Linked DNA regions of Mus musculus: all the other regions are linked to region 4. A link is a contact called in public HiChIP or PLAC-seq data. All regions are on one chromosome and are shown on one strand. The core of a region is the stretch at or near the end of the contact, and the rest is flanking DNA. Distances in the headings are between cores, read along the strand shown. Region 1 holds the start of 1110051M20Rik (RIKEN cDNA 1110051M20 gene). Region 2 overlaps Lrp4 (low density lipoprotein receptor-related protein 4). Region 3 overlaps Lrp4 (low density lipoprotein receptor-related protein 4). Region 4 holds the start of Spi1 (spleen focus forming virus (SFFV) proviral integration oncogene).

The links. HiChIP or PLAC-seq counts read pairs in DNA pulled down with a chosen protein or histone mark.
Region 1: an H3K27ac HiChIP or PLAC-seq map of microglia shows a contact between it and region 4, with 4 times the contacts expected there. The contact joins the promoter of 1110051M20Rik here to the promoter of Spi1 in region 4. A contact is called at or near these places in 9 of 39 promoter capture datasets (the 3T3-L1 cell line, cranial neural crest, embryonic stem cells and 4 more), 4 of 115 datasets of contacts at active chromatin or transcription factors (bone marrow-derived macrophages, craniofacial prominence, embryonic stem cells and 1 more) and 1 of 9 other capture datasets (embryonic stem cells).
Region 2: an H3K27ac HiChIP or PLAC-seq map of bone marrow-derived dendritic cells shows a contact between it and region 4, with 3 times the contacts expected there. The contact joins the enhancer-like site here to the promoter of Spi1 in region 4. A contact is called at or near these places in 9 of 39 promoter capture datasets (3T3-L1-derived adipocytes, the C10 cell line, the SN4741 cell line and 6 more), 4 of 484 Hi-C or Micro-C datasets (embryonic stem cells, hemogenic endothelial cells, muscle stem cells and 1 more), 6 of 115 datasets of contacts at active chromatin or transcription factors (bone marrow-derived dendritic cells, bone marrow-derived macrophages, large pre-B cells and 2 more) and 1 of 9 other capture datasets (liver).
Region 3: a contact with region 4 is called in an H3K27ac HiChIP or PLAC-seq map of acute myeloid leukemia, with 2.3 times the contacts expected there. The contact joins the enhancer-like site here to the promoter of Spi1 in region 4. A contact is called at or near these places in 10 of 39 promoter capture datasets (3T3-L1-derived adipocytes, cranial neural crest, embryonic stem cells and 6 more), 4 of 484 Hi-C or Micro-C datasets (embryonic stem cells, hemogenic endothelial cells, muscle stem cells and 1 more) and 5 of 115 datasets of contacts at active chromatin or transcription factors (acute myeloid leukemia, bone marrow-derived dendritic cells, bone marrow-derived macrophages and 1 more).

The regions. Positions count from the first base shown.
Region 1 is chr2:91,441,370-91,447,965 of GRCm38.p6, reverse strand. It overlaps 1110051M20Rik (RIKEN cDNA 1110051M20 gene), which reads left to right and starts at 3,252. Exons shown (of 9, transcript NM_175123.5): 1 at 3,252-3,397. The coding sequence starts at 3,352.
Region 2 is chr2:91,474,145-91,480,815 of GRCm38.p6, reverse strand. It overlaps Lrp4 (low density lipoprotein receptor-related protein 4), which reads right to left. Exons shown (of 38, transcript NM_172668.3): 6 at 6,340-6,468; 7 at 5,991-6,110; 8 at 5,508-5,633; 9 at 4,425-4,550; 10 at 4,098-4,232; 11 at 3,593-3,718; 12 at 3,065-3,295; 13 at 2,150-2,306; 14 at 286-503; 15 at 1-123. Among named protein-coding and RNA genes, the nearest start is that of Lrp4, 20 kb to the right of the region's middle. Within about 2 kb of position 4,210, at least 98 of the 459 cell types and tissues checked have an H3K27ac peak or open chromatin away from gene starts, as enhancers often do. A contact at or near this core is called in the SN4741 cell line, bone marrow-derived dendritic cells, bone marrow-derived macrophages and 4 more, where this site is marked.
Region 3 is chr2:91,496,007-91,502,426 of GRCm38.p6, reverse strand. Lrp4 (low density lipoprotein receptor-related protein 4) reads right to left here. Exons shown (of 38, transcript NM_172668.3): 29 at 5,319-5,537; 30 at 5,037-5,171; 31 at 3,979-4,087; 32 at 1,294-1,438; 33 at 933-1,046; 34 at 381-516. Among named protein-coding and RNA genes, the nearest start is that of Ckap5, 28 kb to the left of the region's middle. Within about 2 kb of position 4,151, at least 52 of the 459 cell types and tissues checked have an H3K27ac peak or open chromatin away from gene starts, as enhancers often do. A contact at or near this core is called in acute myeloid leukemia, bone marrow-derived dendritic cells, bone marrow-derived macrophages and 1 more, where this site is marked.
Region 4 is chr2:91,091,514-91,098,873 of GRCm38.p6, reverse strand. Spi1 (spleen focus forming virus (SFFV) proviral integration oncogene) reads right to left here and starts at 2,196. Exons shown (of 5, transcript NM_011355.2): 1 at 1,881-2,196. The coding sequence starts at 1,925.

The sequences.
Region 1 (6,596 bases), core at 2,003-4,502, 350 kb before region 4:
AAGTCAGCAAGAGCTCTTACTGAGCCATTTTTGACCCAGCCCTGCCATGTGCTTTTTGGGTTTTGGGTGTTTTGTTTTGTTTTGTTTGTTTTCCCCAGGAGTGTGGAGTCATCTTTTGATTGATTGATTTGTCTAAGTGATTATTTGTTTTAGTAAATTTTTAGAAATATGTTATGATAATCCTGAAAATCCACCTAAATTGAAGGCTAATATTTTTTCACTAACTCTCAACTGGATCACAAAATATATACCTCTAGAACTCTTTTATATATTTATTTAAAAAAATATATATATATATATTTGTGTGTGTGTGTGTGTGTGTGTGTGTGTGTGTGTGAGTGCAGATGCATGCAGAGTCCAGAAGAGGGTGCTAGATCACCTGGTGCTGGAGTTATACAAGGTTGTGAGCCTCCCAGTGTGGGTGTTGGGAACTGAACTCAGTTCCTCTGCAAGAGCAGTGCACACTCATAACTACTGAGCCATCTCCCCAGCTCTCATCTCTATTCTAAAACCGAATGTGCATGTTTCACTGAAAAATCAGTCTACCATGTATGTGTTGCCAAATTATGTAATGTGTGACCAGAGAGAAATCCCCAAATCAGTGGCTTCTCCTTGGAAGCACAAACATTATCAGAAAGGTCATCATACTTATCATTGTTTGCTTTCAGTTCTTAATAGATGGATAATTCGAAGGATATAGAAAAAAAATACCAAGAAAGAAGACATAGTTAGTAATTACACCAGTAGGAACAGCCAATATATTTCTATGAAATCCCTGATATTTAAAGCTCTAGACTAGTAACCTCTTGTCCTTTCTAGGCTTCCTTACAAATACAGTGTTTAGAACACTTAGAGTGGAAGACTAGCTTTTAGCATAAGGATCCTTGGAACTTTAACAGAAGGAATGGAACTGTAGAAAAGACCTACACATCTCTCCAGCGATGACATCTTGTTCTTATTTAGCTTTCTTTGAGTCATTAACAGTCAGGCGCCACTGGTGCTGAAACTTATCATTATTATAACCGCAAATGGGTTAATGTCCAAACAAAGCTCTATTCTTGGGGCTGGTTCCCAGCTTCACCACACAGACCCCAATAGCAGCACTCTCCAAGTCCCAGGATAATGTTCCACAAATAAGAGGATGTCAAGTGTGTAGCCTGAATTCAAAACTTTCTGCTTTTATCTGGGAGCTCCCAGTCGCTTGCAAGACAGAACAAAAAGAAAAATAAGTAAATAAACACCAACCCAACAATCCCTAAAAAAGATTGTGTGGTTTAGTGGTCAGACCACTAGCCTGGATGTTGATGTAGTGGAGATCCACTTCCAGCCCTCCCACTGGCTAGATGGATGATATTAAGCAAGTCCCTTTTTTTATGACCCATGCCTCAGTTCTCCTACTTAGAAACAGGGTAATTGCCTTAGTTCTCATGAGGACACATGAAAATATGTGAAAATCATCTGAAAATCAGATTTCTTGGGAGTAAGACAACATGGTCATCGTTAACAAATACCATCCTAGAGATAGGGTTGTAGCCAGTTGATAGAGTGCTTGACTAACATGGCTGCTTTCCATACCAGCTTCAAATAAAACAGACTTGGTGTTCCATGCTTATAATCTCAGCAATCCAGAGATGGAGGCAGGGGGATCAGAAGTTCAAGGTCATCTTTGGCAACCTAGTGAGTTTCAGGCCAGCCTGAGATATGTAAGACTCTATCTCAATTTTTAAAATTTTATTATTACTCTATTTACATTACAATAATAATAAGCCCAATATGAAAAATCATTAAATTTCTATACCCTCAAGCTGCATGGAGGAGGGGTAGAGGAAGGAGAAGTTAATTATTTTTAACAAAACTTGCAGGACTTCATATCAACAACTACCAACCTGGAAAATTCATTACCTCAGAACACCAAACACTGTCCCTTGTGTGGCTCTGTCCCTTTCTCCTTACCACATCCAAATTCAGAGTGACTCACAGGAGCCTAGAATTGAGACATATATACAAATTTAAGGGAAAGGGAGAATTACAAGGTCTGAGTAGCTCCTTTGGGGAGACTAAGAATAGGCCCCTCAGAACATAAGAGAAGAGCCTCCTCTTTACTTACTCCAGTGTAGGTGGTCTGTGGGATTCCCAGTCACTCCTTTGATGACATCAATTTCGTTTTCTTTCTTTGTCACAAAACCTCTCCTCTTTCGAAAACTTCTCCTTGTTGAAGGGGCAGGGACTTACTTCAAAACAAAACAAAACAAAACAAAACAAAACAAAAGTGAGGATCGAGTGGCTTTTTCTGCTAGGTTTGGACTGTGACACTGTACAGATCTCTTTCCTGTTCTTGCACAGAGAGAGGAGATAAGAAAATCTGGTTATTTGAAAAGAAAGGAATAGTCTTTCTTCTTCAGAAAGGATAGAGCTGAGGATATGTAATAAATGCTCTAGTTTCTGACCCATTTCCTTTGAGAAATGAAGTGACTTTGTAGGAAAAAGGAAAGGCACTTGGACAAGATGTCAAATAATAGGAAGTAGAAGCAGTCTCAAACGGCTAAAGGGAATTTGAGAGGAATGGTCATTAACTTACAGAGGACTTGATGAGTAGTTTTAAAAATTGCATTTTACCGGGTGTAGGGGCACACACCTTTAAAACATTAAAACCTCTGAGAGCTGCAGGCTCAGGCAGATCTCTTAAATTCAAGGCTATCCTGGTCTACACATCAAGTTCTAAGCCCGACTGGGCAATACAGTGAGACCCTGTCGAGATATATATTTGGGGCAGGGGATTTGTGGAGGTCAGAGGACAACTTGGAGGAGTTGGTAGGCTGTTTTCACCACATGGGGTCCCTTGGATTGCTCAGTGGCCCTTAGTAGTATCTCTATGCTAAAGACGTATCCCCGACCTCCAGAAGCTGCCAAGATACAAAGAACATTTTGTACCAACTTGAAAGAGTAAATCCTAAAAGTGATTAATAATAGATAATGAGATCTCAGTGTTAGGCGAGGCCATACATGATCATTATTGTTAGAATAAACAGAAACTATGAAATCCAGAAATTGCAGATATGAGCCACTGATAGTAATTCTTCAGCATCACAAAATACGACACATTCAGAGAATTTAATTCACAGATTCTAAAACCAAATCCCAAAAATAGGAGTTAAAGAAAATCAGACTCTAAGTGACTGCTTCCGGAACTTGTGTGATAGGCTCTACGTTGCCAGTCGGAGACTGTTTACGTGACACCCTCTCAGCCTTCTAGTTCTCCTCTGGCCGCCTGGGTGCCATGGCAACAGAGACAGGCTGTAACCTGGGTTCCGGAAGAAGAAAGCTGGAGCGTGGAAACTACCCGGTCAAAGGATGCTGAGTCCCGAGCGCCTAGCTCTACCGGACTACGAGTATCTGGGTAGGGGCTTTTTTCAGCGTCGGGAAAAGAAAGGAGTAATGTGTTAGGGGAAGGAGTGGGTAGGAGACAGGGGCGGAGCCTGAACGGTAGCGGGTCTGGATGGGACGGGAGGACAGAAAGAAGGGGTTCTAGGGCCTGAGCCTGAATGTAGGGCCAAACCTGGATGAAAAATAACATTTATGGAGTAAAGAATGGCTGAATTATATGGACTGGCTCTCAGGCAATGAGGACTGCATTCTAAGTAACACAATTAAGAATCTGAGGCCCCAAACAAGGCTATTATTGATAGGTTTGTATTGACGCAAACTTGGCATCTGAAATGACTTCAGTCATTTTGTAAATAATAATTTTGCCTTCATAGTGCACGGTTATTTCGAGCTTTTCATTTTCATTAGGCATTCTGCACGAGGTAAGCATTTTGCATGCAGCATTATCATAGAAGGGATTGCTGTGTTTGCTACTTTACAGATGGAGACACTAAGGCTAAAGAGACAATTGCATAAGACCTCATACAGTTAGTATTAGGATCAGATTTTCCCCTTGCAGAACTTGACCTTACCCTTGAGCTAAGGCTGTGTGGTACTAAGTACTGTACTTTGCTAAGCACCCTGCAGTGAGTGTGTAACACATTTACTGTATACGTTTGTGTATACACTTATTTTTTTAAAACATTTTTTATGATATTTATTTTTTATTTATATAAGTACACTGCAGCTGTCTTCAGACACACATTAGAAGAGTGCATTGGATCCCATTACAGTTGGTTGTGAGCCACCATGTGGTTGCTAGAAATTGAACTCAGGACCTGTGGCAGAGCAGTCAGTGCTCTTAACCGCTGAGCCATCTCTCCAGACCTTGTGTATACACTTATATGCACACATACACATTTAAAAGTTCATAGCTTAAACATTTAGAGTAGTTTTAAACTTAAAGAGGACTGAGCTGATAGTAGAGTTTTTTCCCTCTGTATCTTCTATTTAGCTTCTATTATTAATTTCTTGTGTTAGTGTGGTACATTTCTTGCAACTGAATATTAGCTCAGTGTGATTACCAACAGCCTATAGTTTATATTAGGGTCCACTCTTTGTATTGTACAGTTTTCTGGACTTGGACAAATTCATATTCTCATATATCCACATTAAGATGTAAAACAATCTTTTCATGGTTAAAACTCCTCTGTGCATCCCCCATTCATTCACCCCTCTCCTTGCTCCTTTCCTTTCCATGACTGATCTTATTGACTTCTAAAGTTTTGCCCCTTTGAGAATAATGGGAATCATTCAGTGTATAAGCTCTTCAGATGGCCTCTTTCGTGTTTCAGTAGGTGTTTAGGTTCCCCCTTGTCGTTTTGTGTCTTGATACTCATTTCTTTACATGGATGAATAACATTTTATTATATGAATGTACCATACACATTTTAAAATAAAATACAACTCTGTATACATATTTTGTTTATGTTTTGAGAATTGATCTCACTATGTAGCCTTGGTTGGCCTTGAACTCACAGAGATCCTCCTGCCTCTGTCTACCCAGTGTTGGACTCAAAGGAGTGAGTTTCCAGACCTGGCAGATGGTTAAAATTTCTTGATCATTTGAAAAGTTGATTCAAAATTGTTTTTTAAATAAAAAGATATTTATCTTGGGGGATGGAGAGATAGCTTAGCAGTTAAGAGCTCTTGCTACTTTTCCAGAGGAACTGAGTTTGGGCTGTAGCACCTACCTACCTACCTGTGACTCCAGCTTCAGAGGACCCAAGGGCCTCTTCTAACCTCTGCATGTGTGTGTGTACACACACACACACACACACACACACACACACACACTGAGGAGGGAGGGAGGTGGAGAGAGACAGAGCGAGTGTGGGAGACCTAATTGAATAATTAAATAATTTTTAAATACAACAAAATGGATGGCTCCTGAGGCATGGCACCCAAGGTTGACCTGGACTACACACACACACAGTCACACATACATACACTCACAGTATCTTTCTCATACCTGAAGTTGTGTTCATACAAAAGAAAAAGGTGATAAAACAACTTCACATTAACTGATGCACATAGTGAGAAGTGACTGCAGCAGGAATCCTGCTGGATGAAACTGGGATTAAAGCCAAAGAACTGAGTTATAGCAGGAAGTGTGTCGGGACCAGGAGATCACAGCTTTTGTACCCAGTGGTAGCTGCTTCCTATGGAAGCATTTTCTTAAATGAGGTTCCTCCTGTCAGGATGACCTTAGCTGGTGTCAAGTTGACATACAACTACTCAGCAGAGTAATAGCACAAATAACTTTATATCTAATGCATAACAATGTCAACACAAACACTTTGGCTAAAGATTTTATGTATTTTTTTCACTTACTCATGAGCTTGCAAAATATTTGAACATCCTAATTCCTTGTTCAGTTCCTTGGATTTTTGCTATTTAAAGTACATATCTCAGAGGCGTGGTATATTGGTAGACTGCTACTTGGGGCAAAGAAGTTGGTCTTTTTCTAAGAGGCATAAGTGCAAGACTAATTTAGGGGCAGTGTTGACAGTCTGTGAGTAGATTCATTGTTTCAGGGCTCTTGAAAAGTTTCAGTGTTCTTGGAATTCAACTAGTCCTTGAACCCTGGACAAACGTTCCTTCTGCTCTGGTGTGTGGTTAACAGTCTTAATCTTAGTCTGCACATTCCACTGTCCTAAGCAAAGTCAAGCTGCTCACAGACTTCCTCATTGTTCAGCAAATTGTGTAACTGCTAAAACACATTTGTTTATACCTAAGAACTAACCCCGCCTATCACAACTTGGTCTCTAATAGAGACATGCTATTTTGAAGCATTCACTTTCAATGTAACAGCTATTAAAACCACTCCCTAGGAGCTGGGCATGGTGGCACATGCCTATAATTCCAGCACTGGGGCTGCTGAGGCAAGAGGATTCTGAGTTTGAGGTCAGTTTGGGATACAAAGTGAATCCTTGTCTCAAAGACAAACAAATAACATTTAAAAGCCATTCTGTATACATTAGACCATACTGCCTGATTTAAGATTTCAAAACCTGTTTATCTTTCTTAATTCACTTTGATTAACTTTTACAATTTATAACTTCACTTGGATTTATAGGCCTAGAAAAAAATAGACAACAAAATATTATAGACAGGAAAGTCCATGTGGTATGCATTCACACACACACACACACACACACACTTACACACAC
Region 2 (6,671 bases), core at 2,961-5,460, 380 kb before region 4:
TGTTGCGAATGATTTCCTGGTTCTTCCCCGTAAACTTGTTGGCACTATTGATGCTCTTGGTGTGCCAGTCTGTCCAATACAAGCTGTCTTCAAACACTGTGATGGCAAAGGGATGTGGGAGGCCTGGAGACAGTCCAAAAAGACCTTAGTCCAGACATGGCCTGCCATGGCCCCTGAGCCCAGCCAGACCTGGCAGCCACACACATCTCACCCTCTGCCAAGGCTCCTGGGGGCAGGATTGGGGAAGGAGCAGAGAGATGAAAGACAGCACACCAAAGACCTCACCCTGGCTAATGACAGCCTTGCGGTGACTCCCATCTAGATTGGCCCTCTCGATGACGTGGTGCTTAGCATCCACCCAGTACATGCGGCGACCAGCGTAGTCGATGGTGAGGCCGTTGGGCCAGAAAAGATGAGTGTCAGCAATGATGCGACGCCCAGAGCCGTCCATGCTGGAGGCCTCAATGCGGGGGGTGTTGCCCCAGTCTGTCCAATAAATGGTTCTAGGAAGAAAGGAAGTCAAGAGATGGATGGCGGAGGACTGATGAATGACAGCCACGGTGACGGAACAGGAGACGGCTTTACACGTTGGGTTTCACCCGTTTGCCTGGAAACCATCTCGTTTGTTTATTCATTTGTTTGTGTCTGTTTGTTAGTTTATTATCTATCTATCTATCTATCAATCTATCTATCTATCTATCTATCTATCATCTATCTTTGAGGCAGGGTCTCACTATATAGCCTTGGCTGACCTGGCACTCACTATGTAGACCAGGCTGGCCTGGAACTCACTGTGTAGATCAGGCTGGCCTCAAACTCAGAGCTCCATCTGCTTCACTGAGTACTGGGATTAAAGGCATATGCTACCATGCCCGGCTTTGAAGTATGCTTTTTTCAAAAAAAAAATTTACTTATTTAAAATGCTTCCTCCCTCCCCCCCGTGTTTGAAGACTGAACCCAACGAGTTAAACCCAGAACCTAACGCGAGGCAACTGTTTTATCACAGAGCTGTATCACCAGTTCTGAAGAATGATGTTTTAAGTATCTCGATTGAATTGCCTGGAGACAGAGCATTTGTTCATCAGATTTTTAAAAGTGCCTGCTATGGAAGGGGTGCAACCGGCGCTAGAAACGGAGCAGTGGACAGCAATCCCTGAGCCCGTGAAGACGACGAGAGAGTGCAGTGTATATGTTAGGACACACAGGCTCTTCTTTCTCAGTCTCTTCTGCTGCCTGGCCTGTTCTATGCCCCCTCTCCCTCACACCATACTTCTCAAACAGTTGACATCTAATTGCAGGATCTTGCGAGTCATCCCCTCAAGAGGTGGCATGGAATGTATACAGGCCAGAGGCTAGGAATTTTCATTTCAAGAGACTTCAATGCAGGAGACTTGTCTATTAATTTTTAAAATTATTTCAAATTAATGATATTAATTACCTCAACTACTGGCTGCTTTAAATTAATAATAATTTTTAATTAGCTTCACTCTATGGGCTAATAAAAAAACACTAGGCAGTTCAAACTTACCTAATTAGTATATTTTATTCCATTCAAAATGCTTCATTATTTTAACCTTAGATATTTGTAGGAGCAGTTGTATCTTTATTTAGATCAGGGTCTCAATAGCTTAGGTTGGTCACCAACTCTGTAGCTGAAGTCCCAATCCTTCTGCGGTCACCTCCCGAATATGCCTATTTTATGTTTGCTTTATATGTGTTTGTTTTTAATTTGCCAACCAAGAAATAAATGAAGAGGGAGGGAGTTGGAGAGATGGCTCAGCAATTAAAAGCACTGACTGCTCTTCCAGAGGTCCTGAGTTCAAATCCCAGCAACCATATGGTGGCTCGCAACCATCTGTAATGGGACCAGATGCCCTCTTCTGGTGTGTTTGAAGGGTTTACTTATATATATTCAAAAGAAAAGAAAAGAAACAAAAGAATGAAAGAGAAAAATGAAGGAACACGGAGAGGTTGAGTAAGCCAAGGATGTTCAGCCACACACTACAGACCCAGGACGCAAGGGCATCTGGGTACAGAGTCCATATTGCCAACACTGCTCTGAGGAAGACCCACAGTGCCTGGCCCAGAGGCCTGAGAACAATCCCTGCCTGCTGCAGGAGGGACCTGGAAATTTGAGACACCTACTCACCCCTCCATGGGGTGTAGGGCAATGGCTCTGGGCTTCTCTAGGCTCTGCCATAGCAGCACCTTCCGGTGGGCCCCATCCAGATTAGCCACCTCAATCCTCGACGTCCCAGAGTCGGTCCAGTAGAGCTTGTCATGGACCCAATCCACCGCTAGGCCCCCTGGTGAGAGGAGGCAAGGGAAGAGTGTCAGCCATTCACCCTAGGTAGCTCTGCGTCCTGGAAACAAGAGCAGACTCTTACAAGACGTTGCTTCTGAGGCTAGGACCTTGTTGTAACTCTGACACACATCGTCTCTGTGAGCTTGGCACTGAGCTTCCCAGAGTGGGAAGGGAAGTCAAGCAGTTGACCGGGGTCACGCACTTCATCCACACAGAGCTGGGGATGGCCTTGAACTCTGGACGCCCTGGTGCTGTGTGTGGATGGAAATCAGTGCCTTTCATAAGTAGGCAGGTGCTGTCCTACTGAGTTGCAACTCCAGCCCTGGATGCTGCTGACTTCTTAGTCACTTAACCTGCTTGTAGGATAAGCCTGAGGCCACCAGATTAGCTATTGCTTTTTGTATGTGGAGATGGGGGTCTCGTGTATCTCAGCCCGGCTTTAAACTGAATGACCTTGAACTTTTCTGATCCTTTTGCTTCTACCTCTTCAGATGACAGGCAGGCATCATCATGTCTGGTTTATGCAGTGCTTGGGGAATCAAGCTTAGAGCTTTGTGTTCATGCTAAGCAAGCACTCTACCAATTGAGCAGCATTTTCAACTCCTCAGTTGGTTCCTATCTGAGAGTTTCACCCAAGATTTCACTGGAAGAGGCCTTCTGCTTTGTGCACTTTGGAAACACTGGCCCGGCCCCCCCTTTCCGCTGTGTTTTTTTGCACATGGCATTCCAGGCTCTCCACTCAGGGCCTTGTTTTCCTACCTGGGCTCTCTAGCCCAGTAGACACCACCTCCTCTACATTGCTGCCATTAAGGTTGGCACGGAGGATGCGGTCCAGGGTGACATCCGACCAGAAGACCAGCTCCCGCCGGTGATGAAAGTCGAGGGCAATGGCGTTCTCCAGGTTGTTCAGTAGCAGCGTGTACTCGGAGCGGTGCGGGAGCACCTGCCGGATGTCGATACGATTGGCAAACAGTAGCACAGGTTCTGGCCCTGGACACAGCATAGAAATAGGACCCACTGGGCCTCAGAGCCACAGATACCCATCAGCATGCACCCTCAGGGCCTCAGCTCATAGCTGGGGCCCTTTGCCCACTAGAGCATGTCCCAAGCTGCTGAAATTTGGACTAGAACACTAGAATCCTTTCTAACCCCAAACCCAATCGCCTTTCACTTGGCGCCCAGATTGCAATTTGCAAAAAAATCAGTCTACATCTTAGCAAATCCCTCAGCTCTAACACCTGGCTTTTGTCTGTTCCGCCCACCCAGGCAAGTGCCAACCCTCCTTACCCAGAGCTTTGCAGCTGCGCCGATCGGGCCGTAGCTCATACCCTGCTTCACACCAGCACTGGAAAGCCCCTTCAGTGTTTGTGCAGCCCTGGCTGCAGTACCCCTCCTCAGCACATTCGTTTACATCTGTGGATACCAGGCAGGGTGAGGAAGCCTGCCTACAACCATCTTCCCACACACTCCTAAGCCACCCCATTGTCTCCCTGGTCACAGCTCCATATCCCCATCCACTGCCACAGCCAGGAGGGAAACTGTGTAACCAGTGGTTCGGGCTTTGAGGTCATGGAGTCTCAGATTTCAAACTCCAACTCGGCTGCTTACTATCTGTGTGGCTTTGGGTAAATTACCTATACTCTCTGCACTTCTGTTTCCCTATCTGCAAAATGAGAGAAATGATCCCTACTTCCCAGGGTCAGTGTAACGATGAGTCAAGGTCACACCCATCTGATATGTCACCCAGCTTCCCTCCCCTCCTTCCCCCCACCCCCAACAGGCCCCAGCTCACCCTGGCACGTTCTCCCATCCTCTGTGAGCCGGTAGCCTGTGTGGCAGGTACACTGCACTGCCCCTCGCACCATCTGACACTTCTGGGCACAGCCACCGTTGTTAACATTGCAGTTCTCCTCACCCGTCCGGGGCCCTGTGACAGCCAAGCCAGAGTTGGGAGCCGAGCCCAGAATCCACCCCCGTCCAGCCAACTTGGCATTCCACCTGGACCACGAAGAACAGCTCCCAAAAACTGTGAGAGTCCCAAGGGAGGCCTCCCTTTGAACCCTAGGGGTGGGGCTCAGCCACAAACCACGGGCAGGGCCCACCCGCTAGAGACACTCACGACAGTTCTGCTGTGGACTTTCGTCACTGCTGTCACCGCAGTCGTTGATCCCGTTGCACAGCTTCCTCTGCCCAATACAGCGCCCGTTCCAACACAGGAACTGGTCAGAGGCGCACTGGGGGCTTCCTAGAAAGAGAGGGAGGAGGGGGAGAGTCAGGTCACAGGAGGGCAGGGCTTGAGTCCACAAGGGACAGGAGCCTGTCATTTTCTAGGGTAAAGTGGAGCCAGCTGAGCGTCAAGGTGGGAGGGATGGGGTCCGAGGCAGGAAACAGCTCAGACAAGGCTGGTTGAGTGTCTGAGTTTGTTTTCTCCCTGGGATTCCACGATGGATGAGTGATGGGAACAGAGTCGGAGTGTAGTCTTGTAGTCAGAACCAGGTTTAGCAGGGACTGGTGGGGTGGGCGGGGAGCAGACGCAGAGACTGCCAGTCCTTCCTGCAGAGTGGAAGTAGACACTGGGCTACTGGCTGGACAACAGCCCTTCCTCCCAAGGCCAGATTGGAAGTGAGAATTTGAGCAGCTGCAAAGACTCACAGCCTTGACTCTGTGTTCAAGAACTGTACACAGTTCCTCAGCGCATCTGGATTGTGCATGTGCATGTGTGTGTACGTATGTGATATGTTGTGTGGATGTGTGGTACACGCATGTGACTATGAATATGGGTATGTGTGCCCATACCTGTGTGTGCAGAGGCCAAGGACAATATCTGATAACTTTATCGTTCATTCTCTGTCTTATTGCCTTGAGACAAGGTTTCTCATTGAATCAGGAGCTGGCCATTTGGTGAGGCTGGTTGGTTAATGAGCTTCAGGGGTCTGACTTTCTCTTCCCCCCCCAGCGGTGGTGTTACAGGCACTCACAGCCATACCTAGCTTTTTAACTTGGGTGCTAGGGATTTGAACTTGGGTCCTTGTGCTTGCATAGCAAGTGCTATCTCCCCTGCTCCAACAGCTGGATCTGACCCTACTCACTGGGAAGGGCAGGGCAAGTCCAGGCCATTGAAAGCAATGGCAATGTTCCCTTTGCTTCTCTGCCTCCCACTCCCAACATTAGGGCAGGGCGGGGATACCGCTGGGGACTCCACCTGTGTTCTCACAGTTTTCTTCATCGCTGTTGTCCGCACAGTCATCCTCCCCATCACAGCGCCAGGACAGACGGACGCAACGGCCTGACCGACAGCGAAACTGTTCGGCTGTGCACATGGAGGTGGCTGGACAGAGCAAAGACCTAATTAATGGAAGAAAGGCTGGTCCTCCCACCCCAGCCTGAAACTCTCTGCCTCCCAAAGTACACAGGCTACTCTTCTTGATGGTGGTGTTGCAGAAGGTATCTCTTTATGAACCAGGTGACCTTTCCTCAGAGTCCCTTACTTCCGCCTACTATTTTAACTGCCATGGTGTGTCTACAAGTCTGTGGACTACTAGGCGACAGGTATCCTTTAGATATAGTGCCTCTGTGCAGCATACAACCACACAACTGTATAGCTGTTCACTATGTCTTCATGCTCTATCTGCACCCAAACCCTTCTCCTTGGCCCCCCAAGCCTTTGATGCTACCCCCAACTCACTGCAGTTGCGTTCATCAGACTGGTCATCACAGTCTGCATCACCATCACAGCGCCAGCCCGAGTTGATGCACAGGCCACTGTCACACATGAATTCCCCAGAGCGGCAGGGCTGGTGGGAGGCTGGGGAAACAAAGGTCTTCTGTCTCTAGCCAGACCGTGCACACAGCACCTCGTGGAAGAGCAGAAAGTCCCAAGTCCCATCTCCCGCCCCTCCCAACACTCCAGCTCCTCCCCAGAGGGACCGTGGATTTCAGACACTGTTTCCGCCCCAGCTGGCACCTGTGCCCTGACACTGGAGGAAGCTCCTCCTGTCTGGCTGCCCCTCCTCCCAGCTAGCCAGAGCACTCACAGCAGTCAGACTCGTCTGACCAGTCTCCACAGTCGTCATCTCCGTCACAGTGGTAGATGTCGAGGATGCAGCGGCCATAGGCGCACTGGAACTCTTCCAGGTTGCAAGGAGGAGAGGGTACTGCTGAAGCTGGAAGGGAAAGCAGCCCTCCTCAGACCTTAGTGACTAGGGACAGGGGCCTGATTCTTGACAGGGGCAAGGTGTCTTCCTCCAGAATGCTACAAACCGGCTTTCCTTTGTGATGGCACTACAGACTTCTACACGCTAGTGGACCAGAAGTGGATAGAAACCAAGGCTGCTAAGCAAGCATCTGTATGAGTTACGTCCCCGAC
Region 3 (6,420 bases), core at 2,902-5,401, 400 kb before region 4:
GAATATAAACAACCAAACAAAACAACAACGGCAAGTACCCGAGTAGGGCGGAACAGATAGAGATACGACCAAGTCACTACTGGGTGTCTAAGCTGTGTGTGAGAAAAAAGTAAGAGAGATTCATTTGCAGCAATCTACATTTAAATACGACCAAGTCACTACTGGGTGTCTAAGCTGTGTGTGAGAAAAAAGTAAGAGAGATTCATTTGCAGCAATCTACATTTAAAACACACCTGTGTTCCCCATAATAGCGACTGGTGGTTAATGATGTGATGATGCATCTCCCATCTGCCAGATTATGAAGCTGGGACAATGCTTTCCTACCAGTAGGGCATGGTGATCTGAATCCAGACACTCAACCCTGTATCGACCCTACTTACCTTCCTCCTGCCCCCTCCAGAGAGGTGCGGGTCTTGGTGGTAGAAGAATGTAAGGTGGTGGGCAGCGTGTTGGGTAGCACTGGGCTCTTCTCATTCATGCTGGTAGCTCTGGGAGCAGGAGGTACGAGGCCAGGTACTGGAGAGAAAAGTGGGTTGAAATGGGCTGCTAGAAACCTATATATAGTTCAAGAGTAGACGTCTTAATAGAATCTTTCAGATGCCCTAACCTCTGGCACCCTCATTTATTGCTATAAATTTAAAAGGGATTTGGATTTACTATTAGTGATTCTAGGATAAAATGGTGGCTCACAAATATTAGGAATAGAAATGAGGATCTGGTGATCCTCAGCAAGACATCGGGAGTCTAGACTTCTGTTCTAGGAAATGCCAGGGGCCAGACAAAGCCAGGCTTGAGCATCATCACAAAGCCCAAGAATACTGCTCATTTACATTATGCCACCACGATGCTCCCTAAAAGGATACTGCTGAGGTTGCCGTCCCCTCCCTTTCCAAGGGCTCTGTGGTTCCAAGAAGTTAGTCTATCCAACCCACCAAGGGAGCAGGGATGACCGTCAGGCTCATCAGGACACGCGCACACAAAGTCAGAGGCTCGGGCAAAGCAGAGGTGAGTACAGCCACCATTATTCACACCGCAGGCATTGGTCCCTGGAGACAAAGCAGACGTGTCTGGTCTAAGAGAGAATAGGGTCTCCCGGTCTCACACTTCTCGAAAGGGAGGAAATCCGGGGTTATCTCACCCCCAGGACAACAGGGTAGGAAGGGGATAATCACAAAGGATGCACAGGTCTAAAAACCATGAAACACAAGCCCTGTTGGCCACTAACAGCCCTTGGGATGACCAGAGCCAGGCCCATCAACTGTAAGGAAAGGGACTCAGTTCCTAGCGGCCCACCTGTCTGCCGCTGAGGGGACACCACAATAATATCCATAAGTCCCTCCACGTTGGCCAGTACTGTCTCCTTGTTGCGGCCCGAGTACTTGTCGACACGTTGGATCGATTTGGTCTGCCAGTCCGTCCAGTAGATCCACCTGTCCTGCTACTCGATAGGGAACCCAAAAGAAGAAGTATTCAGCAGTCAGACCCCAGTGCCACCTCTGTGCCTCCATGTGAGCTATCCGACTGCTGAAGTGCCTTCTGCGACTGATTTCCTGAATGAATGCTGTGCACCCCCAGATATCACTCAGGAAATCGCTCCAGGCCCATGGAGCACATTACTGAACGCCTCTATGTTGTTCTGCACCAAGCAGCTGCTCACACACAACTTAGACACCCAGTAGTGACTTGGTCACTACTGGGTGTCTAAGTTCTGCCCTACTCGGGTACTTGTCGTCGTCGTTGTTTTGTTTGGTTGTTTATATTCTTTGTTTTTGTTTATTGAGCTCTCACGTAGCCTAGATTGGTCTCAAATTTACTATATAGTTGATGATGGCTCTGAAGTTGTAACCCTCCTGTCTCTACCTCCCACGTGTTAGAATTATAGACAGACCTCACAATGCCTAACCTTTTTTTTTTTTTTTTTTTTGAGACAATCTTGCTATGTAGCACAAGTTAGCCTGGAACTCACTGTGTAGCTCAGGTAGGCTTCACACTCAATAACCTATTGCCTCTTCCTCTCAAGTGCTAGAGTTACAGCCATATGCCTCCAGCCCAAGTTCCTGCATCAAGAATGTGATTGTGAGCGGCTGTGACACACTACTGATTTTTTTTCTCTTTTGTGGAAGAGGTTGCAAAGGTGGAGGGCAAGTACGAAGGGACAGGAGATGAGTGGGACTGGGGTGCATGGTGTGAAACTCACAGAGAACCAATAAAAAGTTTTTAAAAATTTAAATTAAAAAAAAAAAAGAATGCGCTTGATTCATCTCCGAGTCTGCAGCACCCACACTCAGTTCTCAGTCAAATGAGAGACTAGCTCATTACCCAACAAACAGGAATCCAGAGGTTCATTTCATCCTTTGCCATATGGGTCTTTTTGTTCAAAACCCTGATTTCCATAGTCCGCTTATTTACATGGACAGCTTCCTGACAATGCCCTGGAAGTGACATTCTCAGCCAAGGGTGAGAGGGGAAATGAAAGTATTATTGTCTTCCTCCTCAGTGGTAGAATGTTAGAAATTCTGGAAGACATTTGTAGATTGAGAAAATATATTCTGCGTTAGCCTATTGCCAGGTAAATTCAGATAAACCCTTTGTGGTGGGTAAACATCAAATACACAGTACAGGGTTGAGGGTGTAGTTCTGTGGCAGAGTGCTACAGGTTCAATCTCCAACACTTAAAAATAGAAAAAAAAAAAAAGGGTGATGCTCGCCAAGCAGGGAGAACTTCTCAGTGTCTGAGAATCTCTTTTAGACTCAGTGTTCATTATCTTATCCCAAATTCTTTCCTTCTCTTTTTTCTCTTCTTTTCTTTCTTATTCTTTCCTTCCTTCCTTCCTTCCTTTCTTTTCTTTTCTTTTTTTTTTTTTTAGACATGGTCTCATATAGCCCAACCTAGCATCAAACTAGCTATGTAGTTGGGGATAACCTTGAATCCTCCTGCCTCACCTCCAAGTTGCTGGGATTACAACCATCACTGCCACATAGTTCCTTCAGGTTACCTGTTGTGTTGAACTATCCCAGATAAGGTTAGGAGTAATTGAACTAGTTACATGTGATGGCAGATCTCTGTTTTAACTTGAGACAGAGTCTTACTAAGGATCCTGCCAGCACAGACCAGTCCAGCCTTGAACTCAGAGACCTATAAGCCACCTCACCGACTTGGTGGTTAATTGTGAATGTCAAGTTGATGGGATTTAGAGATCATCATGGAAAAAACTTCAAGGCATGCCAGAGCGGTTGCTAGAGTAAGTTAATTAAGGTGAGAAGATTCACTTTAAATGTGAGCAGGCTGTGGTCCTGGATGGGACTAAAAAGGAGAGGTAGCCAGGCACAGCATGCACCAATGTCTGCCTCCTGACTGCATTACACTGTGACCAGCTGCCTCCTGCTCCTGCCGTCATGTCTTCTCTGTTATGATGGACTGAACCTTTGAACTGTGAGCCAGAATAAACCTTCCCTTCCTTAATTTGCTGTTGTCAGTAAGCAATTAATACAGTATGTCTCGTGTTCGCAGAGGGCTACGTCCTATGTTGACACTAGTGCATACTTCAAGTGCATGTCACTGTTAAACCAACTTGTTTTATAGGTAACTACAGCCTACAGAGGTCCCGTGTCCTGTTATTTATCCAAGTAGGCTTCAGGCTCATTGTGAAGGCATGCAAACACCAAATAGCTGGCCACATCAAATCTCTCACTTTTAGCCATTCTAACAAACTTTAACTTAAGTGAGCTAAAAGCACAGCAGTAGATTCACCAGGGGAACTTATCAAAATGCCATGTTCCTGGGCTCAGTCATCACAAAGCAACTTCTCTATAGCCAGGGCCCCGGCACAAGTTGCACCTCTTTTTGAGAGCCAGGCCTTCAAATGACAGAACACGGAAGTGCTGGGCCAGGATAGCAGAGTACTCTCTAAGTGGCTTAGGATCCCCAGGAAACACCCTAGTCAGGGAGGTCTAGTTACCTCTCTCCTGAGCCAGTACCTGTGTGAGGGCAAAGGGGTGGGACACATGGCTGACCAAGACCTGCCTCAGCTTCCCATTGAGGTCAGCACTCTCGATCCGATCCAGATGTGCATCTACCCAGTAGATCCTGAGAAGAGAAAGAGAAGGGGGTGGGGCAGATGGTTCTTCCCCATAAGGTGCTTCCTGTTCCTCCCCAAGCTGAACTGGCAGGCGCAGTCAGGAAACACTCCTGACGAGAGGTCACCATGAGCCCCACAGCTAAAGAACAGAATGTAACTCATAAGCAGGGAACCTGAAGCTGTGGGGACACAGAGAATTTAGGACCACCCGCAGCCTTTCCTTGGCAACTTGATCACCCTTTGGGTCCTAGCCGGAAATCTAAGCCCACAGTTTTATAAATGGTCTTCAGAAAGGGTTCAGGCCATGTGGCCCTACCTAACCAAGGTTAAAAGAAGAGGTCACCCTACCAACTCTCCAGGTGACCTGACCTTAATTCTTTTCCTCCGGGGGCAGGAAGGGGAAGTCACCCTCCTCTGCCCTTCCCTTTTTTTCACCCTAATCTAGAGGAGAAATTACCAATCCCAGAGCCTATTGCTTCTGCAGGTAAGCCACAAATCTAAGACCCTAAATGGATATGTAAAATAGGACACAGTCTGTCTACTGATAATCCTCAGAACTTGCAAACCAAGGAGACCAAAGCCACTGAAGGCTCAGGGCTGGATTCAGCAAGCCTGGTGCTGACTGCATTGTCTTTTTTTTTTTTTTTTTTTAATTTATTTTGGTTTTTCGAGACAGGGTTTCTCTGTGTAGCCCTGGCTGTCCTGGAACTCACTCTGTAGACCAGGTTGGCCTTGAACTCAGAAATCCGCCTGCCTCTGCCTCCCGAGTGCTGGGATTAAAGGCGTGCGCCACCACGCCCGGCCTGACTGCATTGTCTTACCCCTTTCCCTGTTTCCTCTTCCTCATCTGTCCAGGGATTTTCCATATTTTCTCCCCCCCCCACCCCCATGCCAACCTCTGTGCTCTCCTTGGCCCGCCCTCTATTCCCAGGCAGCTGTCTGGACCAGGGTCCTCACCTGCGGGTATCATAGTCCAAGGTGAGGCCGTTGGGCCAGCCTAGGTCTGTGTTGATGAGGACCTTCCTCTCAGAGCCATCCAGGTTTGCCCGTTCAATCTTGGCAATGTGGCCCCAGTCTGTCCAGAAGAGGTACCTAAGATACAATAGCGCCATTGTCACAAAGAGATTGGCAGAATATAGTGGCTACCACCCACCCATTAATCTGTAAACACATTCTGGGAGCTGCTTTTCTACCAGTCCCTTCTAGACTGGAACTCTTTCCCGCTAGACATGAACTTACCCCTTTCTGGGGAAAACAGCAATGGCCCGGGGCTCGTCTAGACTGTTGTTGATTAGCACTTTGCGACAGGATCCATCTAGCCGAGATGCTTCGATGGTATTTCGGCCGGTATCTGTCCAGTACAGGTTTCTGGCAACCCAGTCCACTGCCAGCCCGTCAGTGGTCTTAAGCCCGTGTCCAATAACAGTCTCCATGTTGCTGCCATTCAGGTCTGCTCGCCTTAGGGACAATGCAGGGCTGCTCGAGTAACCAGACTAACCAGAAATCGTACCCTGAAATTCACTATAAACTCTATAGAGACAGATACAGCATGTTCCTCAGTACCCAGCAATGGTGGGTGCTCAATACAGGCAGATTATCTTAAGACTGTTTCCTTCAAGAGGGTTTGGATGTATAGGGTTTGCCGTAGGACAAATTAAGTCATTCCTAATATATCCTGTGAGGACACAAGAATTGCTACCTGGGGTGATTATTAGACAGGTAGATTGGGGCTGAGAGTGTAGGTCAGTGGTAGAACTCTGGCCCTGGGTTCAGTCTCGAGAGCAAAGCAAAGCAAAGCAAAGCAGAGACAGAAAGGAAAGGTTTGCTAAAACCGATCTGTGCTTTTAAACAGAAACTAATGCACCAGGGACAAGGATTACGTCGTAGTCACCTGGGGGATTTCTCTAAACTGCACACACCACATGAAATCTGAATGCACCCTCAGGAGAACAAAGGCAAAGATTTCTATATCCCATGTAAGAATTTCTGCCATGGTAAGTCTCTAGTATTGACATGATATCATATTCTTGAGTTGTGTTGAAATAAGAAATATAAAGAATAATAAAAGGGGCTGGTGAGATGGCTCAGGGGGTAAGAGCACCCGACTGCTCTTCCAAAGGTCAGAAGTTCAAATCCCAGCAACCACATGGTGGCTCACAACCACCTGTAACAGAGATCTGATGCCCTCTTCTGGTGTGTCTGAAGACAGCTACAGTGTACTTACATATAATAAATAAATAAATCTTTAAAAAAAAAGAATAATAAAAATAATAGCAAAAAAAAAGTCACTCAAAATATCCAGGTAAAGCAATATAAAACTTAATGTTGGGCTAAGGTCCCT
Region 4 (7,360 bases), core at 947-3,446:
CACACACATATATATTGACACACACAGGCTCACATCGAGTCCCAGCCATCAGTACATTCACATGCCTTTCAGAACCAACCAGGTCCCACTCTCCAGTGCTACCTTGGGGCCCTCTGTTACCGCCTGACCCTGACTCCTCCCCTCCTGTTAGCCGCTGTCCATCTAGTCTCAAGAAGGCACAGTCCGACATGATGACTGTCATGTTGATTATTTGTTTGTACGAAGGTCACCCAGGCAGATTTTGGGGATCAAGGAACTGTCCCTTTTGCCTCCTCCCTCCACTGTCCTTTTGATGGGAGACTCCCTGCCACCATTAATTTCTCTCTTCCCTCCTCTTTGTCCTCCTCTCCTTCCTTTGTCTTTCTTCCCTTCTTTCCCCATCTTCTTTCTCCTCTGCCTCCCTCATCTCCTCCATCTCTCACTTGCTAGGCACAGGGATATGCACTCAGAGCCTTCCCGTCAGTCACTGGGCTTCTCCCCACAACCACAGAGTGTGCCCAAGGATTGCACAATAGTTACAGTGGCCTTGCTTGGTGGGCCAGGGCTGCCTTGAGAGCCGGTCCACTCAAGAGATACTTGGTTGAGGCTGGAGAGAGGCTCCTGAGGCTGGAGAGAGGGGCTAAAGAGCTGGTGTGGGAACTGGAGGTCTGGCCTGTGTCCATATCAGCAGGAAGAAGAGGTCAAGGGTCAGGGACAGTGGCTTTAATTGAGGCAGAGTGAACTTCTGGGACACCCTCCATCACCTGTGCTTGCCCCAGCACCTTTCCCGTCCCAGGCAGGAGAAGGGGATCAGGGTAAAGGAGAGAACAGTGAGATTTGGCGAGCCTGTCTTCTATCCTGTGAGGAGACCAGAAGCTGGCCCTCTTCCCTGGGTTTCCAGGCAGCACACTAGGCCTGCCCCTGTTGCAGGACACTGACTACGATGTCAGGCCTGAGGTGCTACGGAGGGCTGGAAGGGATAGAGAAGAGATCTGTCTCTAGTTCAGGAACGCTGAGTCAGGTGGGCAGGCCCTGCTCAGCTTTTCCTCACTGCCCCAACACCTCCAAGGGTAGGAGAAAGCAAGAGGGTCCTCTCTAAGGGATTCTGGGCTGCCATTCGCCCAAAGCTGTGACTGTCACTGAAAACAGGAGGAACAGGTGGGATCCTCCCACCTGCTAGTGTCCCTGTCCCTGCCCCACCTTAACTCTAGCCAGATCTTCTCACTCCAGTCCCAATCTCCGTCCCATTCTGGCCCCAGTCCATTCTTCACCCGATTTCTCATTGAGCTAAGTTCTAGCCACAATCTAACTGCAGGGTTTCTGCTCTGTTCTTCTCTTGCCCGGCCTGGCCCTAAGAAGCCAGTCTTGGTCACTGCCCAAGACTCTCAGATCCATGTAGGCCCAAAGCCCAAACACTTGGATCAACAGCCAGGCCACAAACTGAATGTTGGGGACCCACGGGTGACTTCGAGTTCTAATAGCCTTTGCCTCAGGAGCCCACAGGTCTTGAGTTGAAACCTCTCCTGTTGCCTCCAGAGACTCCTAGGCCAGTCTCCAGATCTCCTCATCCATGGCCTCTCAGGAGCCGCCCTCGCCATCTTCAACCCAGAACCCTGCCCTAGAGTTCGGCCTGCCACTGAACCCATCTATAAATAGCTGTTCAGGCCCCACCGATCACAGCCCCACCATGGGGCCAGCCGGCAACCCTCAGCCCGCCAGGGCATGCTCTAAGGAAGCCAATGGCCCCTCGCTGGGTCTCAGACCAGCAGCTCCGGGGAGGAAACACCAACTTCCCACTGATAGGGAGCCGGAGGGCATCGGGTGGGCTGGTGGGTTAGTGGGCAGATGGTCACACATCCCAAAGCCCCAGGCTGGGCTGGTAGTGAAGCCCCAGTACTCACAGGGGCGGTGAGGGAAAACCCTTCCATTTTGCACGCCTGTAACATCCAGCTGAGCTCCAGGTTGGTCAGATCCCCTGCTTCGGTGGGGATCAAGGCGGATCCCCCTCAGGACCAGGTGCCCCGTCGGGGGACTGGACGGTCGTGGGTCAGACGCAGGGCTCAGGCCTGCCCCCTGAGCTACAGGAGCCCTGGGTGAGCCCCCTCCCTTGACATTGCAGGGCCAGCACAAGTTCCTGATTTTATCGAAGGGCCTGCCACTGGGAGATAGTCCCCTTGGGGTGACATCACCGCCCCAGCCCGTTTGCATAAATCTCTTGCGCTACAGGAAGTCTCTGGCCGGCTGGGGCAGGTGGTTCTCAAAGGGCAGCCCTGGGAAGACAGGGGGCCAGGCCCCTGCCCAGAGGAAACTGGGGCTGGGAGGGAGAAAGGCTAGCACTACCATGGAAGGCTTCTGCTGCTCCGGTCGCTAGGCCTTGCTGAAGTAGTCCACTGTTCTTTTAGCCTAATAATACCGATTTCTTCTCAGTCCCCTCTGGTGGCCAAGAGTCCCCTCTTCGGGGGGTCAGAATAGCGAGAGCGTGGATCCCTAATTTTGAGGGTGAATTTGTCAGGTGGAGGACTTTGGTCCCAAGGCTGCCAGGCTTGGCTCTTCCTGTAGGCCCTGCAATATCTGCTAGATCGTCCTAAGCCAATTAGGGCCAACAGTAGACACTGGGTCTCCCACATTTTATCTCCTTTCCAGACTTCTCAAGTGGGCTTCCCTTCCAATTGGGAAGGACATTGGCTTCTGATCCCCTCCCCTCCCAGCTAAGTACCACAGCTGGTGTCAGATCCCTAAGGACATTGTTCCCAGCCCAGTTCTCCCGGTTTCTCCAACCCTTGAACGTTACGATCTAGACTTCCTCCTTTATAAACCTTCCTCGCACGTTTCTTCTTTCCTCTGTTTTCCTATCCTTGTCTCTTTCTGATTGTCTGCTCATCTCTCCAGCCCATCACACCACCCATCCGTCTACACATCTCTGTTCAACCAACTGCTCATTTCTGAGCTGCCAGTCAGCTCGTCTGCTTACCCTCGCGGTTAGCAACGTGCTCATTTAGCCACTTGTCTGTCCGTACATCAGCCCATCCATCTGCTAACAGTTTGTATTTTTATTTCTTTATCTACTATATGACCTTCTGTCAATCTGGCCACCTGTCCATCCATCCATCCATCCATCCATCTGTCCATCCATCCATCATTTGTCTACACATACATTCTTCCACCCACACATCCATCTATTCACTTAATCTATATATCCATTAATTCATTAGTCTGCCTATATCCATCCATCTCCCAGTCTACTCATCTACTTATCTATTCTCAATGCACTTTTCCATCCATCCATCCATCCATCCATCCATCCATCCATCCATCCAACCATCCATCCACCCATCCATCCACTTAACTATTAATCAGTCTACCTATTTACATATCCATCCATCCATCCATCCATCCATCCATGCATCTTCCCTATGTTAACCAAGCTCTATGCTGAGTTCTGGGAAAGTGGAAGGGTTTCCTGTCCTTCAGACATCCAGTCTAGAGAGTAGAGCAATAGTTCTTTTCCTCCACACACACCTGTCCCCCACTTCTGACTCCAAGGACACACACACCTCTAGGGAGACTGCTCGGTTGAGCAAGAACTTGTTTTGTTTTTGTCTTTTTGAGACAGTTTCTCTGTGTAGCCTTGACTGTCACGGAACTCGCTCTATACCTGCCTTTGCCTCCCGAGTGCTGGGCTTTAAAGTGTATGCCACAGTCCCCTGTCTAAGGAGAACTTCTTGGTCAATTAGCTTCCTCCTGTGTATACTTTAACCTCTTGCTTTATGTAAAAACTAGCCTGATCCCTCCATATACCCCGGTAGTTTCTTACTGCCAGCAGAAAAGGAAGGGTCCCACCATCACCTTCACCTCCATCCTCTCTTTTCTTGCAGACACACTTGGGACTCCCCAGGGGGTCCAGATCACATGTCCTCAGGGCTCCCAGGAACCTGACTCAGGCCCCTCTCTGAGGTTAGGGAAGACACAAACTCACTCTACGCCAGCAGTTGTAGTTCTTCATGTTTCCACCAAATAGGCTGAGCTCCAGGTAACTGGATTATAGGGGGAGAATGGTCTGGGATGTGAGAACCAGGCCCCAACTGTTATTTTCATTCATTAATCCATTGCTTTGGATTGTTTTAGTAAGATCTTGCTTATGGTATCCTGGGCTAGCCTGGAGCTTGCTGTATAGACCAGGCTATCTTCAAATTTGTATTTATCTTCTCATTTTTGCCTCGATGGTGCTGGAGGGAGCCCCTTGCCAAACCCTAAACTCTTCTTTCCTTCCTTTCTCGCTTCACTCCTTCCTCAACTTGTGTCCATCCTTCTTTCCCTCCTCTCTCTCTCTCTCTCTCTCTCTCTCTCTCTCCTTCTTTTCCTTCTTCCCCCCTCCCCCCTTCACTCACCCCACCTTGTTTTTCTTAGGATCTCTAGCCCAGACTATCCTTGAACTTTTTTTTTAATAACTGAGAATAACTTTGGTCTTTTGATCCTCCTGCCTCCACCTTCAAAGACGTGGCCACCACATCCAATTGCTCAGTTTATGTGGTGCTGGGGATTGAACTCGGGGCCTTAAGTGTGGGAAAGCCTCTCTGTCAGCTTTCATCCCCAGACCCTAGCTTATTTTCTCTATGAGCATGTGTACTCATTTCTGCGTTCATCCAGCCACAAACATTTCACTCAGCGATTTCTATGAGCTGGACCTAAAGGCTCACAAACAGGCCCGTGGGGAGATGTGCAGACAGATTGTGGGCTTTGTGGAGAGAATGCAAGAGACGGGGAGTGGGTATGTGTGGGGCCAAGTCATTTGATCAGAGTCACAGAAAGGACATCCTGGGAACAGTGGGCAGAGGCTATCACACAATGCAGACTGACTGAGGAGGCAGAGAGTTAGAGAAGAACTTGGAGCAGTGAGCTGCCATCGCTGTGGTTGGGAGAAAGGCATGATGGGAAACCTTTACTGTTAAGCCCAGGAGCCTGGGCCAAATACAGCATCATCAATGGAGTTTCTGTTTGTTCTAAGCGGGGAGTGAGAGATTTATCTGATGATCACAGACAGGAGACCAGGTAGGATGTGTTCCCAAAGCATAAGGTTCAAAGGCCTCCAGGAAAAGAATCATTCTTTTGTCCTATGTCTGCCTGAGGCAGCCCATAAAAGAGAGCCAGGGGTACCCAGAAAGATGACAGAGTGGTTGACAGATTTGTAGCCCTTGCAAAAGACCTATGCTCCATTCCCAGTACCTACATGGTGGCTCACAGCTGTATGTAACACCAGTCCCAGGAGAACCAATGTCCTCTTTTGGCACACACATGATGCACATATAGGAAAAAAAAATAAAAATAAAACAACCTTGATCACATAAATAATTCTCTAAAAAGTTTTTTTCTCTTTTCTTTTCTTCTCTTCTCATCTCTTGTCTTCTCTTCTCTTCTCTTCTCTTTCTTCTCCTTCTTCTTCTCCTTCTCCTTTCTTCTTCTTGAAAGGGTTTTCTCTTTTTAGCCCTGGCTGTCCTAACTGAAACTCACTCTGTAGACCAGGCTGACCTCCATCTCAGAGATCTGCCTGCCTCTGTCTTCCAAGTGCTGGGATTAAAGAGGTACACTATCACTGCCCAGCAAAATAATTTTTAAAAAAGTAAAAGGAGATCCAGGGTGGTTTGGAAGGTCTCAATTATAAAGTGTATGCTTAGTGTCCTGAGTGCAATCCCTAGTACAAAATAGACCTGGCAATGGAGGGAGAGGGGAGAACACAAGGAAATTTAAGACCAAACTCTCTAGAACTGTGTGGGCTAAGGCCCATCCTCTGCATGACAGGATCCTGTGGCTGAGCCCACTGCTCTGCCTTCACTCCCAAGGCCTCTTCCCCTCTCGCCTCCAGCGACCTGCTGTTAGTAAAACCCCAGAAGTCTAGACTCTAAGAAAGCCCAAGTCAAAACTTGAACCTCACAGAGGGGACCCGGGACCCACAGAAAGGCTCCTAGCCTGACCCCAGTCACTAAGAGAAACACCCGAGACTATTGCTGTGGTGCTGAGCTAAATGTACAAACAAGATGTTTTCAGTTTGCAGTGAGTTTCGTCCTCAGAGGTGGTGGGGTAGTGGTGCTGTGATGGTTTTAAGTCGTGAGCAATAGAGGAAGCTGATGCACAGCCCAAGTTCATGCTGCCTTTTAAAAGACACTTGGGTGAGGGTGATAGCTCAGTTGGTAAAGTGTTCACTTGTAAGGGTGATGACCTGAGTTCAATCCCAGCTCCTACATCAAAAGCGAGGAATGGTAGTCTACCTTATAAACCCAGCACTGAAGAGATAGAGACGAAGGGCTCATCCTAGCCAAATCACTGAGTTCAAGGCATGTGAGGGACCCTGTCTCAAAACACAAGGGAGACAATGCCCTGAGAAACTGTGGAGGTTGGTAAAAGAGATTGACCTTTTGCCTCTATGTACATGGACACACAGACACATGATTGTACACACACACCCACACAGGTACATATGCACATGCACACACACACATGCAAATGTGACAGGGAAAACTGGGTCTAGGAGTCTGGAGTCTGTTACTTAGCTGGATGTTTCCATCCTTGTGACCTCATGGGACTAAAACAGCAACCTGTTAAACTGAGGCTTAGGAGACCTGACTCAAACAGGGTCCCTCAGCTTATGGGTAGAAGAGTGGGCTCTGGGCAGGTCCAGGTTTGCCAGCAGGAAGAGGGGGTCTGATATTCCAGGGAGGGAAAGAGAAACAAAATACAAAGGCCAAAGGGGAGAAGAGAGGCTGACAGCAGGAGCCTTAGGGAAGGAGGGAAGGGAGTGGGGGAGAAGAGAGAATACAGAGGAACACAGAAATGGGGGGACCCCAGAGAGCTGCTGGTCTGGAGGGGAGGGGACCTCAGAGAAGGGAGCGTAGCCCAGCCTCCTTCCTCTCCAGAAGAGAGTGTCCTGGGCTTTCTGGAGGTCACAAGTGCCTCCTCCTGGACAGTGCTTTTGACTCACTCTTGTTGGCAAAAAACTGCTTTGGAACCAAAAATATTGGGGCCTCCAGGGTACAGAAGAAAAAAAACAAAGTTTTAAATTCTCTTTATTTTTGAGTTGATGATATGTGTATGTTATACTCGTGTGTGTGTGTGTGTGTGTGTGTGTGTGTGTGTGTGTGTGTAATGTGCGCATGAGAGCAGGTTCCCTCAGCCATCAGAAGAGAATCTCAGATCCTCTAGAGCTGGAGTTATAGACGTCATGAGCCACCTGATTGGGTACTGGGAACTAAATTTTTGTCCTCTGCAAGAGCAATGCACACTCTCAACCATTAAGAACATCTCTGGGTGCATTTCTCACCCAGAGAATGGGTTTTTCTGTGTAGCCCTGGCTGTCTCTAAAACTCCCTCTGTAGACCAGGCTGGCCTC